Regions from separate parts of the Sus scrofa genome. Here regions 2 and 3 are each linked to region 1. Evidence: chromatin contacts called from public HiChIP or PLAC-seq and promoter capture Hi-C data. All regions are on one chromosome and are shown on one strand. The core of a region is the stretch at or near the end of the contact, and the rest is flanking DNA. Distances in the headings are between cores, read along the strand shown. Region 1 holds the start of YKT6 (YKT6 v-SNARE homolog). Region 2 holds the start of BLVRA (biliverdin reductase A). Region 3 holds the start of NUDCD3 (nudC domain-containing protein 3).

Region 1 (4,570 bases), core at 1,394-3,893:
CTGCAAGAACAGTACAGTAAACTCCTGGATACCCTTCATCCTGACTCTTTAAATTTACCATATTTGGGAGTTACTGCCGTGGTGCGGCGAAAAGGAATCTAACTAGTATCCATGAGGATGTGGGTAAGATCCCTGGCCTCGCTCAGTGGGTCAGGGATCCGGCATTGCCATGAGCTGTGGTGTAGGTCGCAGGTGCAGCTTGGATCTCGTGTTGCTGCGGCTGTGGAGGCCGGTAGCTGTAGCTCTGATTTGACCCCTAGCCTGGGAACTTCCACATGCCGCAAGTGTGGCCCTAAAAAATAAATAAATAAATAAATAAAAATAAATACATAAATTTACAATATTTGCTTCCCCCTCCATATATATTATAAATACTTCTGGACCCTTTGAGAGCCCACTGCAGACATGACATCCCTTTACCCCTCGGTACTTGTGTTTATTTCCTAAAACCAAAGAATTCTCTTACATAACCACAACACCATGATTGAAATCAGGAAATTAAAACAGATACAATACTATTCTGCAATCTATAGGCCTCTAACAAATTTAAGCCTGTGGCCAAAATCTCCATTTCCCACAGCCTGTAACCTACGGTGACCTCTCCTCCTGTTTGTCATGAATGATAACGACACATATAATCATTGCTGTTGTTACTTATTAAACATCTACTATGACCAGAGCTTGGAATATAATGTCTTATCATTTCCAGCAACAAGATATTTTTCCAGTTTTGCAAATGAAAGAGAAACCATAACCAGAGAGGTTAATGGTTTGTTCACTTTTGTGGTTTGGTGGTTTGTGGCAGGGCTGGGACTGAATCCAAGTTGGGGTGACAGCTGGAGGGACGGAATGGAAGGTGGGTCTTGCTTCTGAGAAAGATGGATGAACGTGGGGCGTTTGTAACCACTTTGGCCAAGTTAGTTTTTCTGGGGGGATGGAGGCTGAGCAAGGGTGAGAGGAGGGAGAGAGCTGCTAGGGTGGAGCTGGCTATGAGTTTGTTATGTGGTTTCGTGTTGGTATGTGCGTCTTACTAGCGATCTCCTTAACCTGGGTCTCAGTTTCTATGTCTCTAAGGTGGTATATCGTCCTCTGTTTTTGTGAGGATTAAATGAGGTAGTATATAGGAGTTCCCGTCCTGGCTCATTGGTTAATGAACCCAACCAGTGTCCATGAGGACGCTGGTTTGATCCCTGGCCTTGCTCTGTGGGTTAAGGATCCGGTGTTGCCCTGAGCTGCAGTGTAGGTCAGATCCCATGTTGCTGTGGCTCTGGCGTAGGGCGGCGGCTACAGCTGATTCGACCCCTAGCCTGGGAACCTCCATATGCGGCCTGTGCAGCCCTAAAAAGACATAAATAAATAAGGTAGCATATAGGAAGTGTTTGCTATAAGGGAAACTACTGTTATGTGTCAAGTGAATACATTTAAATATATTCCAACCAAACGCTGTCCTCCTGGTTCCTCCTTTTGTACAAGTTTTGGGGCAAAAGAAAAGGGGCCTGTTTTCCTCAGAAACGGCTCTCGCTCGCCCCCTATCGGGCAGCGGTGTCAGCGCAGTTAGGATAGGACTACACTGACGGCTCTCCACCATCCAGTCTTCTTGTGACACTGTCTAGTGTGCTGTCTGTGGGTAGCTGGCCTGGCATTGGCCAAAGGCTGTTCTTGAGGTTTGGTACCACAATGAAGGAGATGTAAGAAAAATCCCTTTCCATCCTTTGCACTTGGAAATACCCAGGGAAGAGGGTTGGGGAGGAAGGTGCTGAGTGAAAGGGCAGGTGGTGGGAACTTCCTTCAGCCACAAGAATATCTAGAGCAATGGTCCTCTAAACCACTGCTCCCCAGGGCGCATTTGGGAATGTCCAGAGACATTTTTGGTTGCCCAGTGGCGGGTGGAATGCTACATCTAGTAGGTACAAGGCCTAAGATGCTGCCTACAATGCCTGGACAGCCCCCTAACAACAAGAATTATCCAACCCAAGATACCAATAGCACCGAGGTTGAGACACCCTAATTTAGAATGTTTAGAGGGATGGTGTTGATTTTTCAAATGTACCATCTCTTTCCCATCATTTCAGATCTGGCTGCTTCTAGCATGATAGTTGTAGAAGCTTACTGCCAACTTCCAAAGAAAAGGTCCCTTTTTGTGTGTGTCCTTCAAGATGCTTTCTGATTACCATTTAATAAACAAGAAAAGGGCAAGAGGCGGTACCCCTAGGGAACGGAGCCTCATTTATGGCCATCCACGGAAAAAAGCATTATTTTTACATCTCAAGCAAAATGACTTTACACCAAGTCACTTTACACCTGCCCCTTTTGGGGTGAAGCGGCCCTGCTACTCGGTGAGGTCAGCAGTTTGGCTCTCAAATCAGTGGTTAGTCTGACAACTGGTTTCACAGGTGGTGGGGCAGGCCCGGGAGCCTTCACCCCTGCAGGGTTGTGCTCAAGGGTCTTGTGTGACCAGGGATTTGCTCCCACGAGGGCAGGAGGAAGGCCTGGGAAGGGCATGAGCGGAATCAGATCATCTGAAAATGAGAGGCATGCCTTTACCTTCTGGCAGGAGCCTGTAGAAGAAAAGGTTCCTCCCCTTTACTCAAAAGGAGATCTGATTTACAAAACAGGTACCGGGAAGGCGGTTCGCCCATAAATCAAAGTCGCCCCTGTAGGGTGCACAAAGCACTGGCTCGTGGGTGCTGCTCTGGATCTCACTGCTCGGAGGGAGGACGGTCCTGGGGGACCCTGGACCCCCCGAGAAGACTCAGAACCAACCAGTCGGAAAAGGGACGGCCGTCGGAGAGGACGATTGCAGGAAAAGGCTAAAGACTGCGGGAGAAAGAGCCGGGCGGCCCAAGACAGCCCCGAGAGACCGCGGCGAGCGCACGCGCACGCGCAGCACCATGCCCCGCCCCTCGCTCACGTTTCCGGCCGCCCCTCTCTGCATCCGGGGCACGCAAACTCTTCGTTAAGCCTCAGGCGGCCGCCCCGGACCGGAAGCGGAAGTGAACCCCGAGCCAGGGGGAGGAAGCCGGTGGCCGACCCGTCAGCAGCCGGCGGCGGTCTCGAGGGGCGGCGCCGCCCTCCTCCCTGCGAGCCGGTCCCGCGGCCGGGCGGGTGGCCGGCCCGAGGCCTCGGCGCCATGAAGCTCTACAGCCTCAGCGTCCTCTACAAAGGCGATCCCAAGGTGGTGCTGCTCAAAGCCGCGTACGACGTGTCCTCCTTCAGCTTCTTCCAGAGGTCCAGGTGAGCGGGCCTGGGCGGGGATCGCCGGGCCCGGAATCGGGGGAGGCCCGCGGCTCGGCCCCCCGTAGCGGAGCCCAGCGGCGGCCTCCTCCTCCGGCTGTGGACTGTGCCTCTGAGGAACCCTTCTCCCTTCGACCTCGGAAGGCTTTCTGCACCCCGCTCCAGGGCGGGCTCCTGTAGGATTTCGGTCGCGTGAGAAGTAGAACGGGGCTGTGAAAAAGTGCAGATTCCCCAGGTTCACGCCCAGACAGTCCGAACTAGTAGGTTGAAACCCAGAAGTCTCTGTTTTAAGCCCGCAGCTCCCGCTCAGTAGTTCTGACCCGGGAAGCTTGTGTGCCACGCCTCAAGAGCCACGTTTAGACGTTCCGGTGGGGCTTTCTACCCTCCTCTCGGAGAGAGTGCTGTACTCTCCCGTCGAGTGAATGAAGTCACTGAGGCCCCAAGCGATGATGTCGAACCAGCCAGGACTCACCAAAGTTACATGCTCTTTACGGTCCTCTCTATGGTTTGGGAGGACGCGTGGGATTTGTAGGGCTTCCAAGCTTTCAAACATTTGTGAGGCGTGTAAATGCAGTAAGGTGGGTATTCGGAGAACCACAGACACTTCCAGCCGGATTGTGGGGGGGTGGGGGTGACTCAGGCGCAAAAGGAGAAGGACCCGACGGAATCCAGGTCTGTGGTCACCCAGTCCCCAAGTCTGGTAGAATCTGCCGTCTGGATTCTGTTTTCATTCTTTCAGTGCAGTTGTCTTCTTCTTCTTCTTCTTTTTTTTTTTTAGTGAAAGTATAGTTGATGTACAGTGTGTTGCCAGTTTCTGCTACACAGTAAAGTGACTCAGTCGTACACATATTTTTTTTTTTTTCAGTATTATCTTCCATCATGGTCTATCCCGAGGGGCTGGGTATAGTTCCCTGTCCTGTACAGTAGGACCTTATTGTTCTTCCGTTCTAAATGTAATAGTTTGCACATCCACTAAGCCCAGACTCCCAGTCCATCCCCTCCCCCTCCCCTCCTGCTGGTCAGTCACACGTCTGTCCTCAAAGTGTGTGGGTCTGTTCCTGTTTTGTAGATGAGTTGCTTTGTGCCATACTTTAGATTCCACATATAAGTGATATCATACGGTCTTTGTCTTTGTCTTTCTGACTTAGTTCACTTAGTGTGATATCTCCGGTTGGATCTCTGTCTCTGTGAATGGCAATACATTTATGGCCGAGTTGTATTCCATTGTATGTATGTGTGTATATATATACCACATCTTCTTAATCCATTCATCTGTCAGTGGGCATTTGGATAGTTTCCCTGTCTTGCCTACTGTGAACAGTGCTGCTATGAATAC
Region 2 (4,570 bases), core at 1,461-3,960, 210 kb before region 1:
GTTGTTCTGTCTCACAAAAGATGGACATTCTGCAATGTGTTACGGCATGTATGAACCTTGGGGACACTATGCCGGATGAGATAAGCCAGTCAGAAAAGGACACATGTAATTGAGCTGGACCCTTTAGGGCCTTCGCAGGCCAGGCCCGTCCCCCATGTCCTCTGCTTTAGCTCCTCTCTGCAGTGTGACATGTTTCTTGTTGGAGGTTTATAGGCACATCATAACCTGACCTCTGCAGAAAGTTATAAGAACAAAGGATTTCTGCACCAGGCAGTTTGCAAAACCACCCACCCTCCTCCCTCACTTTGCCTTTAAAAATGTCTTGCAGGAGTTCCCGCTTTGCTGCAACAGGATCCCTGGCATCCCTGGAACTCTGGGAACAGGTTCCCCAGGCATAGAGGGTTAAGGACCCAAGGTTGCCACAGCTGGGGCTAAAGTCAAGACCGAGGCTTAGATCTAATCCCTGACCCAGGAATTCCACATGCAAAGCGTTTTTCCAAAAGGAAAAAAAAGAAAAAAGAAAAAAAAATGTTTTGCAATTTTGGTTTGGGAAATTCGGGATATTTAGGGGGAACAAAACACCGATTTCCTTGCATGGCCATGCAATAAACCTTTCTCTGCTCCACTTTGGTTTGTTTTGGCCTCACTGTGCATCGGACACGCAGACTTGGGATAACACACACACCGTATGATCCTACTTACCTGAGGGAGTTGCAGTAGTCAAAATCATAAAAAAAGAAAGGGAATGGTGAATACTAGGGCTGGGGGCAGGGAATAATGGGGAGTCATTTTTTAAAAAGAGTATAGAGCTTCAGTTTCACAAGATTGTAATAGGAAAGTGTTAGAAACATCGAGAGAAGAAGGAGGCAGAGACCAGAGCAGGGAGCTCTAGAGCAGGGGAGTTTATCAAAGGACAGAGCTAGGAGGAGCCCTGAGCAGAGAGAACTCAGGATCCCCTGAGCTTAGGGAGCAGCTAGTTATATATGGCAAGGGGTAGTTTCTGTTTTTAGCAGAGCTTCCTGATAGAGTAAGAAACAGGGAAGATACAAGTTCTATTGTTACAATTTAAGGGTTTCTCCAGCTATTCTTGTCTTGCAGCTTTGTGTTTCATTGTATACACTTACCCCCTAACAGAAAGAACATAGCTCTACCTCAACTCTGTTCCCTTTACCTTTGTGCTTTGTGCCTGTGCTTAGTCATGCTGGCTCAGCAGCTTTTGTAAAAAGGATGTTACCTATGGCTTGAAATATTCAGGATAGCCTATTCTGGGGGCTCTGAACTTGAAGAACCCATTCATATAGAGATTAAAAAGTTGCGGAACAGAGACTAACAACAGAGTCTTGGAGGAGGTTTATAGGAACTTGGTGAGCCACCTACAGTGGACAGCCATAGGAAGTGTCCCTCACCAAGAAGTTTGAAACTAACCATGCTCCCTCACCTTGCGTTTAAAAGTGCTTTGCTGAGGGAGTTCCCGTCGTGGCGCAGTGGTTAATGAATCCGACTAGGAACCATGAGGTTGCCGGTTCGATCCGTGGCCTTGCTCAGTGGGTTAAGGATCTGGCGTTGCCCGTGAGCTCTGGTGTAGGTTGCAGACGTGGTTCGGATCCCGCGTTGCTGTGGCTGTGGTGTAGGCCGGAGGCTACTGTCTGATTGGACCCCTAGCCTGGGAACCTCCATATGCTGCAGGAGCGGCCAAAGAAATGGCAAAAAAGACACCCCCCTCCCCCCAAAAAAGTGCTTTGCTGAAGCCCCGCAAAGAGTTAGGGAGTTTGGGAGCACCAGTCTCCTTGCATGGCCCTGCAATAAACCTTCCTCTGCTGGAAACTCTGATCTTTCCGTTTGTTTGACCTCACTGTGCACCAGGAACACGAACTTATATTTGGTAACGAGATAAAAGCGCTTGTGGGGATGGATAGTGGTGGGTTTTGCACAATGTGAACGTATTTAATGCCGCTGAACTATACACTTAAAAATGGTTAAGATGGGAGTTCCCATCATGGCTCAGTGGTTAAGGAGAACCCGACTAGCATCCAGGAGGACGCAGGTTCCATCCCTGGCCTCGCTCAGTGGGTTAAGGATCTGGAATTGCCTGTGGGGTGGTGTAGGTTGCAGACATGGCTCGGACCCAGCGCTGCTGTGGCGTAGGCTGGCGGCTACAGCTCCGATTTGACCCCTAGCCTGGGAACCTCCACATGCTGCAGGTGCCACCCTAAAAAGACAAAAGACAAAAAAAAAAAAAAAAAAAGGTTAAGATGGAAGTTTTATGTGTATTTTCACACACACACACACACAGAGCCCTTCGCTGCCTGTTTTCCGGGGCACTGGGGCTCCTAACCCAGAAAGGATCTAGTGGGTTCCATGGGGCAGGAGTAGAGCGGAGCAAGGGGCTGCTATGCCCACCACTAAGAGGACAGAGCACACCATGACTGGCCTGCGAGGCTGCTGAAGGCCCCGAACTTGGGTCCAGGGCTCCCTCTCCCCTGTGGACGAGAGCCCTGGGCCCACTCGCCCGGCGGAGCAGAGCGCAGCGACAGGGCACGAGCTGGGCGGGATACCCGAGCGGGGAGAAGGTCCCAGCCAGCCCTTCGAGTCCCATTGCGCCAGAAGGTGCTGGGGCCACGCCCTCCCAGGAGGAGGCTTGAGGCGGGACCCCGCCCCTCACGGCCCCGCCTCCCCCTCCCCCCTCCCCTCTCCCCCGCCCCTCCCCTCGCCCCTCCCCTCGCCCCTCCCTCTGGCTCCCCGACCCCGCGCTCCCCCGAGTCCTCCCGCCCAGCGGCCAATCCCGGCTGCGCTCCGGCCTGTTCTCTGCGCGGTGGTGGCGCCGAGCGCGGAGACTGCCCGGCGAGCTCAAGCTTTGTGCTCAGCGGCAGGTAAGGGCGCGCGGGGGATCGGGGTCGCGTAGAGCTTTGCTAAAACCCTCAGGCCGAAGCGTGAAAACCGCTGCCAGCCGGGGACCCGGTGCCCGATCCGCTGTCCTGCCCGAGCTTTCGGCGCCGTCCACCTCGCCCCGCCCGGGCCCGTCGCCTGAACGGACGATCGAGAGGCTTGGCCGGCCGGGGATCGCGAGGTGCTCTCCCAGAGAAGGCCTTTCTCAAGTGGCAAAGACCGACTGTTCAAAACATTGCATCTGTATTTCACTCGTAAAGTGGTTATGGTTTTGGGTGGGTGCTACGCGTGGTGCGGCGAAGTCTCGCGGCGCTGCCCCGGCATCTCCAGCCCGGATGAGGGTTCGGCCCGGCGGGGAATCGGAGGACCGCGCAGGCTGGGGTTCTGGCCCTCGGTACAAACCCTGCACGGGTCACTTAATCTCTCCTGGCTGCACTGTCCTCTTTGGAAACTGGAAAATGTTACGAATTTCATTTGTTGTGAGGGTTACATGAATTACGTGCACTCTGAAAAAACGAAGGTTGAGCTGCCCCCAGCAACAGGATAATCTAGACAGAGAGGTATTTCTAAGTACTGATACCCTGAATTGTTCTGCAAAGACAGTTGGCAGCAAAATCACGTAGAAGAGTAAGAAATCATATAAATATATATATAACCACATATTGGGTGCAGAGATCACGTAAAGCAGGAGAGAAGTGGTGGGGGGAGTAAAGTGGGATCTTTCTGTGAAAATGGAGATGCTCCGTATTTAATTAATTTACATTTAAGTAGCCAGTGTGTCTTACAGGACAATGCAGACCTGTGTTGTTTTTGGGCTTGAGTCTCAGATTTGTCTCTGTGAAAGTAGTCTTGGTCGGTTGCTTAGTTCTTGTCATTTGAAAGCAGAGTAGATTCGTTCATTCATTCATTCTTCAAATATTAATGGACTTGAAGAAGCAGAGCCATTTCTTGAGATTAGCTATAAGGGCAATTTTCTGTATTTCATGATTAGAGCACCCTGATGTATTGCCATGTAAAAGACTGTTCAGTTGAGGAATTGGGGCTGGCAGGGACGGAGCCAGTGGATATGGCATCATTTATAGCTTTTTTTTTTTTTTAAGGGTTTTGAATAATTTTCTAAATGTTAACCAGCCTTTATGGAAAAAATTTAAAATATGTAGATACGCAAAAAGAAACAAAGTCACTAAAAAAATTCCACCACTCAGAGACATAATGAAAGTTACTATTTTTTTTTTTTTTTTTTAGGGTTGCACCTGCCGAATATGGAAGTTCCCAGGCTAGGGGTCAAATCCGAGCTGCAGCTGCAGGCCTACACCACAGCCACAGCAATGCCAGATCCTAGCTGAGTCTGCGACCTACACCACAGGTCATGGCAACACCAGATCTTTAACCCACTGAGCAAGGCCAGGGATCAAACTCACATTCTCGTGGACACTAGTCGGCGGCGGGTTCCTTACTGCTGAGCCACTTGGAGAACTGCCACAGTTACCATCTTGATGTTATATTTCCAGGCTTTTGCCCCATGTAGCCATTTTATTTTCCCTGGCACAGGCCCTAAAGTATCCAAAACCCTCCAAGGAAGGAAAATCCAGCCTGGGGGTGAGTTTCTTTTTCCTTAACCCTTGGACCTCTCAGGCCAGCACTTGGCCCCATCTGAGAAGGAACCATCTCCCCGGTCCTTCCC
Region 3 (4,570 bases), core at 928-3,427, 210 kb after region 1:
AGGCTTGAAACCTTGGATCACCTCTCACTCATCCCAACGCTCTCTCTGTCCTGCTCCCCACCCCCACTCTATTAAACTGTTCACCAAGTCTTAACCTTTAAGAGTGGCTGGAACACAGCATACGTCTTATATACTGCTACCAGATAAATGAATTCCCTGTTAGTTCACCTGTAAAACAAGGGAAAAGACCAAACTTCCAGGTTGTGTTAGGAATAAAAAGCATCCTAGAGTACAAAACAGGTAACATCCTAGAGTACAAAACAGGTAACATTAGTACACACTAGGTGCTCAGTAAATGCTCCTTTCTCCCTCACATCCTCTCTGCAAAAGATCACCCTCGACGAAGCTGTTCCCACCCCACAATGGACTGGTTAAATAATACAAGAGAAAGATCTGGGATCAGTAAGATGCAGTTTTGAGTTCCAGTTCTATGATGAGTTTGGTCAAATCACCTCACCTTGCTGAACCGGCACCCTCATCTGCCACATAAAATTCAACCTTATCTTTTTCACAGAATCTTCCATGAAAGCATGACATTGCCAAAAGGGGCTGCTAAAAACCGTCTCTGACACACAGCTCTCTGATCATTCGGAGGGCACTTAAACACTAAAAAAAGGATGAGGAATAGGCTGAAGATTGGAAATTGAGCACCAACCGCATCCCTCACTTGACCATTTTATCTCTGGTAGTGACTCAAACCTTCTACGCTTCTGTTTCTTCATGCAAGCGCTGAGGAAAGCAGCACCTGACCAACCTGAAGCTGTGGAACATTCAAAATCACTTTACAAACTGTAAAGTGCTAGAGAAGACATCACCGCCATGTCTACCATCTCAGGTTCCCACCAACAAGCTCAATGCTTGCCTGAGCAGCTGCTTTCAATCCCATCAAAGTCCCGCCTCCCCTACTAAATTTTTCATTTTCAAACCGTCATTTCTGCTCCTTCCCTTCTCATGGACTCTGTCACATAACTGGCCTTGCATAGTTCTTGGTCACTTGTGTTTTATCTCATTAACTATAGCATCAGTAGCCCAAGGAGAAAGACGAGTATTTAACCAACCACATTACCAGTGCACCACCAACGCCTGTGGCAGCTGAGAGTATAAATACAATCCGCACATAAATTCTTGTTTATTACATTCGCGTACCCAGTCAACTTCAGGGAACAAGTATTACCAGCCCCTCGAACATACGATCGATTTAACCTGGGATATACTCAAACGTAAACTTATTAACTACTACCATGACTGTCTTTGACCTGAGAAATCACATTCCAAACAAGCGGACAACACCCATCAATAACCACAGTCTCCGCTCCACCTCTACTCTTCCATGGTAGGGTGTGCAGGTCTCTGTGCTACCGCCGCCTTCCCGCGTCCAGCCTGCACTGTTTTTATTTCCTAACTGGCAGGCCCTGGCACATCGAAAGATTACGCGCTGCAGGAGACACCGGGACCCTGAGCATCTACTGCTTCTGATGCCCAAGTGCACCCAGTGTCAGACCAGGCTACTCGAGCGCTAGCCCCTCTCCCGCAGGAGTAATCTGATATTCCATCCGCCTCCCGGGTGAAGCCGCGGCCCAAGGAGGCGGGTCCGAGCGCCAGAGGATGAACGGAGGCCGGGAGCGCAGAGAGCGGCGGCTCGCGGGGCTCTTCGGCTCCCGCGGGGTTCAAGAGCCACGGGGACTCGGCTGGCGGGAGGGGGGGACGGGCTGGCGGGCGGCGGGGGCGGGCTGCCACGGCTCCCCCAACCCCACCCGGAGCCGCCTGCCCGCCGCGCGTTACCTGCAGCACCAGCGCCTGCGCGGCCCCCGGCGGGAAGCCCATGCGGTCCGACGGGTGGCGCAGCAGGCGATAGAAGTCCGTCTTGCGATAAAGGAAGCCGAAGAGCACGCGCAGAAAGTCCTGGACGTTGCCCACGTGCTGCAGGATGCCCAGCAGGGCCTGGTCGTATAGCTCGGCCGCCCCGGGCTCCATGGCGTCGCCGGCCGGAGGGACGCTCACTCACTGCGGGCGCGGCCCGGACGCCGGCCTACGGCCACTTCCGGTGCCCTGCGGTAACGGCTCCGGCTGCCAGCGCGCCCGTGAAACTTCCGGTCCGCGCTGGTTCGCCCCCCGCCCCCCCGCCCGTGGGGCTGAGCCCGGCTGCGCCGGAGGGACTTGCCGCAGGCCCCGCCCCCAGGGCGCCGTGGCGGCCTGGGGCTGTCGCCGAGGGGCCGCTGTGCGCCGCGAAGCGCAGGAGAGCCTGGGGCGGCCGAGCTGCGGGCGCCTAGCGGCCATGTTGGCAACGGGCGGAAGAGGTGTAGTGTGGGCAGTGTCACCTGATCCTCGGCATTGTCACCTGGTCTGCGGGCCCGTTCCCGACTGGGTGTCCCGAGCCCCAGGTTACGGGCGGGACCACACGAGCCGAGAGCCTTTTGCTGGCGCGTCAGAAGAGGAAAATGCCAGCGTGCGGGTGGTATGTGCCCTGTTAATGACAGAGCCGTGGGTGAAATGCGTTGTGATGTGCCTAAATCAAAAGAATGTAAAGTGAGTGCATTCGCGCATATTAAATGGAAAGAGCAAGGTGCAGAATCATCTGGTGTGCCCTCCTGTGAAATACACCTATATGTACATGTGTGTGTGGTATGTCCCTGTGTATGCATAGTATACGTACGCACAGCATGTATATGTATCCTAGGTGTGTGTCAAAGCATAATCTTAAAACAGAAAACATAACCCTCGGACAAATACATAATGAACACATGTCAAAAATTTATACAGTTTAACTGAGTAACCAGTGTTTGGAGAAGCTTTTGGAGAAACTGGGTATTTATAAACATTTTGAAAAAAACAGTAAGATTGCCAGGTTGGATACAAAGCTGGCTGGTGTCCTACAAAATGATGTGGATTATCTTTTCTAGTGGATAGAGATGACTTGCATCTCTGCTGGCCTGAAATCTGCAAGTTAACACATATCTTCATAGTGTATGGGCTCTAATGAATTGTAAATAGTCAAGCTCGGATAAATTGTCCTAGAGCAGTGGTTCTGAAACTTTTCGAACATAGGACCCATTTACACTCTTAAAATTTGTTGAAGGAGTTTCCTTTGTGGTGCAGCGGGTTAAGGATCCTGAGTTGTCGCTGGAGTTGCTGCTGTGTCAAGGGTTTGATCCCTGACCCAGGAACTTCCACATGCTGAAAGCAGCCAAAAAAAAAAAAAAAAAAAAAAAAAAAAAAAAAAAAAAATTATTGAAGACTCTAAAGAGTCTTCAGGGAGTTCCTTTTATGGCCTGTTTATGCAGTGGAAACGAATCCAACTAGTATCCATCAATCCCTGGCCTCGCTCAGTGGGTCAGGGATCCGGTGTTGCCATGAGCTGTGGTATAGGTCACAGATGCCGCTCGGATCCTGCATTGCTGTGGCTGTGGTGTAGGTCAGCAGCTGCAGCTCCAATTCGACCCCTAGCCTTGGAACTTCCATATGTCTCAGTGCAGCCCTAAAAGGCAAAATAAATAATCTTCAGTATATTATGTGGAGTGGACTATGCTTATCAGTAGTTACCATGTTAGAAATTAAAACTAAGAAAAAAATTAATATTTATTTAGGCATTTTAATAACCATAAAAACACATTACATGTTAACACATTTTCATCAAGAAATAATGTTCTTCAAAGCAACAAAAGTTTATGAGAAACATAGCATCCTTTTAAATTTTTGCAGATCTCTTTACTGTCTAGCTTAATCTTGACAGCAAGATTCTTATATCTGCTGCATTCACTTCAATGCAATATGTTGTTTTGATTGAAGTATAAGAAACCCAGTCTCACACAAACAGTACTTTAGTTGCCTTTTCAAATAAATGTGAGTATTATTCTTGGAAACTAAACCAAAATTTGACAGGTTGTAGTTTCTCGAAGGTTAGTTGCAATATGGAATTCATATCAATAACGTTCCCTATTTTGTCACATGTATACCTATTAGTCTATTCTATACTTTGTTTTATTTTTTACATATATACTTTGAATTGATCTTTGTTGGTTCACAAACTAGCCCCCATACACACAGGGCAAGGAGAGACTTGAGAAAGAGGCAGACAGCTTTGTATTGGTAGGTAGTATGTTTAATAAGCAAGGGAAATTACTTACGAGGCTTGCCCTAGGCAGCCAGAAGACCAGTAGATCTCGGCACCCACCTGCCCGAATCTTAGAAGTATATACAGAGACCTTAACTGGGTTCAGTCACGTACACTGTCCAGATGGTTTCAATAACACCTTACTCTCTCAAGGCCGTGTCCCTGAAAACAGCGCCCACTGTGGAAACAGTAGGCAGAGCACACATTACAAGGATGGGGAAGGGGTGAAGAGGTTCCCACTGCCTGAGTCCAGCTCAAGGGTCAACCAGTGATCATGTTTTTTTGGGGGGAGCGGGGGGGAGTCTAGACCCACGGCATATGGAAGTTCCCAGGGTAGGGGTTGAATCAGAGCTGTAGCTGTGGGCCTACACCACAGCCACAGCAACACCAGATCTGAGCCAAGTCTGCAAACTAAACCACAGCTCACAGCAATGCCAGATCCTTAACCTACTGAGCAGG

Evidence for each region. Promoter capture Hi-C pulls out the DNA fragments that hold promoters and counts their contacts. HiChIP or PLAC-seq counts read pairs in DNA pulled down with a chosen protein or histone mark.
Region 2: a contact with region 1 is called in an H3K27ac HiChIP or PLAC-seq map of alveolar macrophages. The contact joins the promoter of BLVRA here to the promoter of YKT6 in region 1. A contact is called at or near these places in 1 of 47 Hi-C or Micro-C datasets (heart right ventricle) and 1 of 2 datasets of contacts at active chromatin or transcription factors (alveolar macrophages).
Region 3: a promoter capture Hi-C map of liver shows a contact between it and region 1, with 2.7 times the contacts expected there. The contact joins the promoter of NUDCD3 here to the promoter of YKT6 in region 1. A contact is called at or near these places in 2 of 5 promoter capture datasets (fetal skeletal muscle and liver) and 4 of 47 Hi-C or Micro-C datasets (heart right ventricle, skeletal muscle and subcutaneous adipose tissue).

Annotation. Positions count from the first base shown.
Region 1 is chr18:50,969,457-50,974,026 of Sscrofa11.1, reverse strand. YKT6 (YKT6 v-SNARE homolog) reads left to right here and starts at 2,643. Exons shown (of 7, transcript NM_001244914.1): 1 at 2,643-3,234. The coding sequence starts at 3,131.
Region 2 is chr18:51,183,633-51,188,202 of Sscrofa11.1, reverse strand. It overlaps BLVRA (biliverdin reductase A), which reads left to right and starts at 2,710. Exons shown (of 8, transcript XM_003134889.4): 1 at 2,710-2,870.
Region 3 is chr18:50,756,676-50,761,245 of Sscrofa11.1, reverse strand. NUDCD3 (nudC domain-containing protein 3) reads right to left here and starts at 2,177. Exons shown (of 6, transcript XM_003134880.6): 1 at 1,783-2,177. The coding sequence starts at 1,974. It overlaps NPC1L1 (Niemann-Pick C1-like protein 1), which reads right to left. Exons shown (of 19, transcript XM_005673340.3): 19 at 3,570-4,570.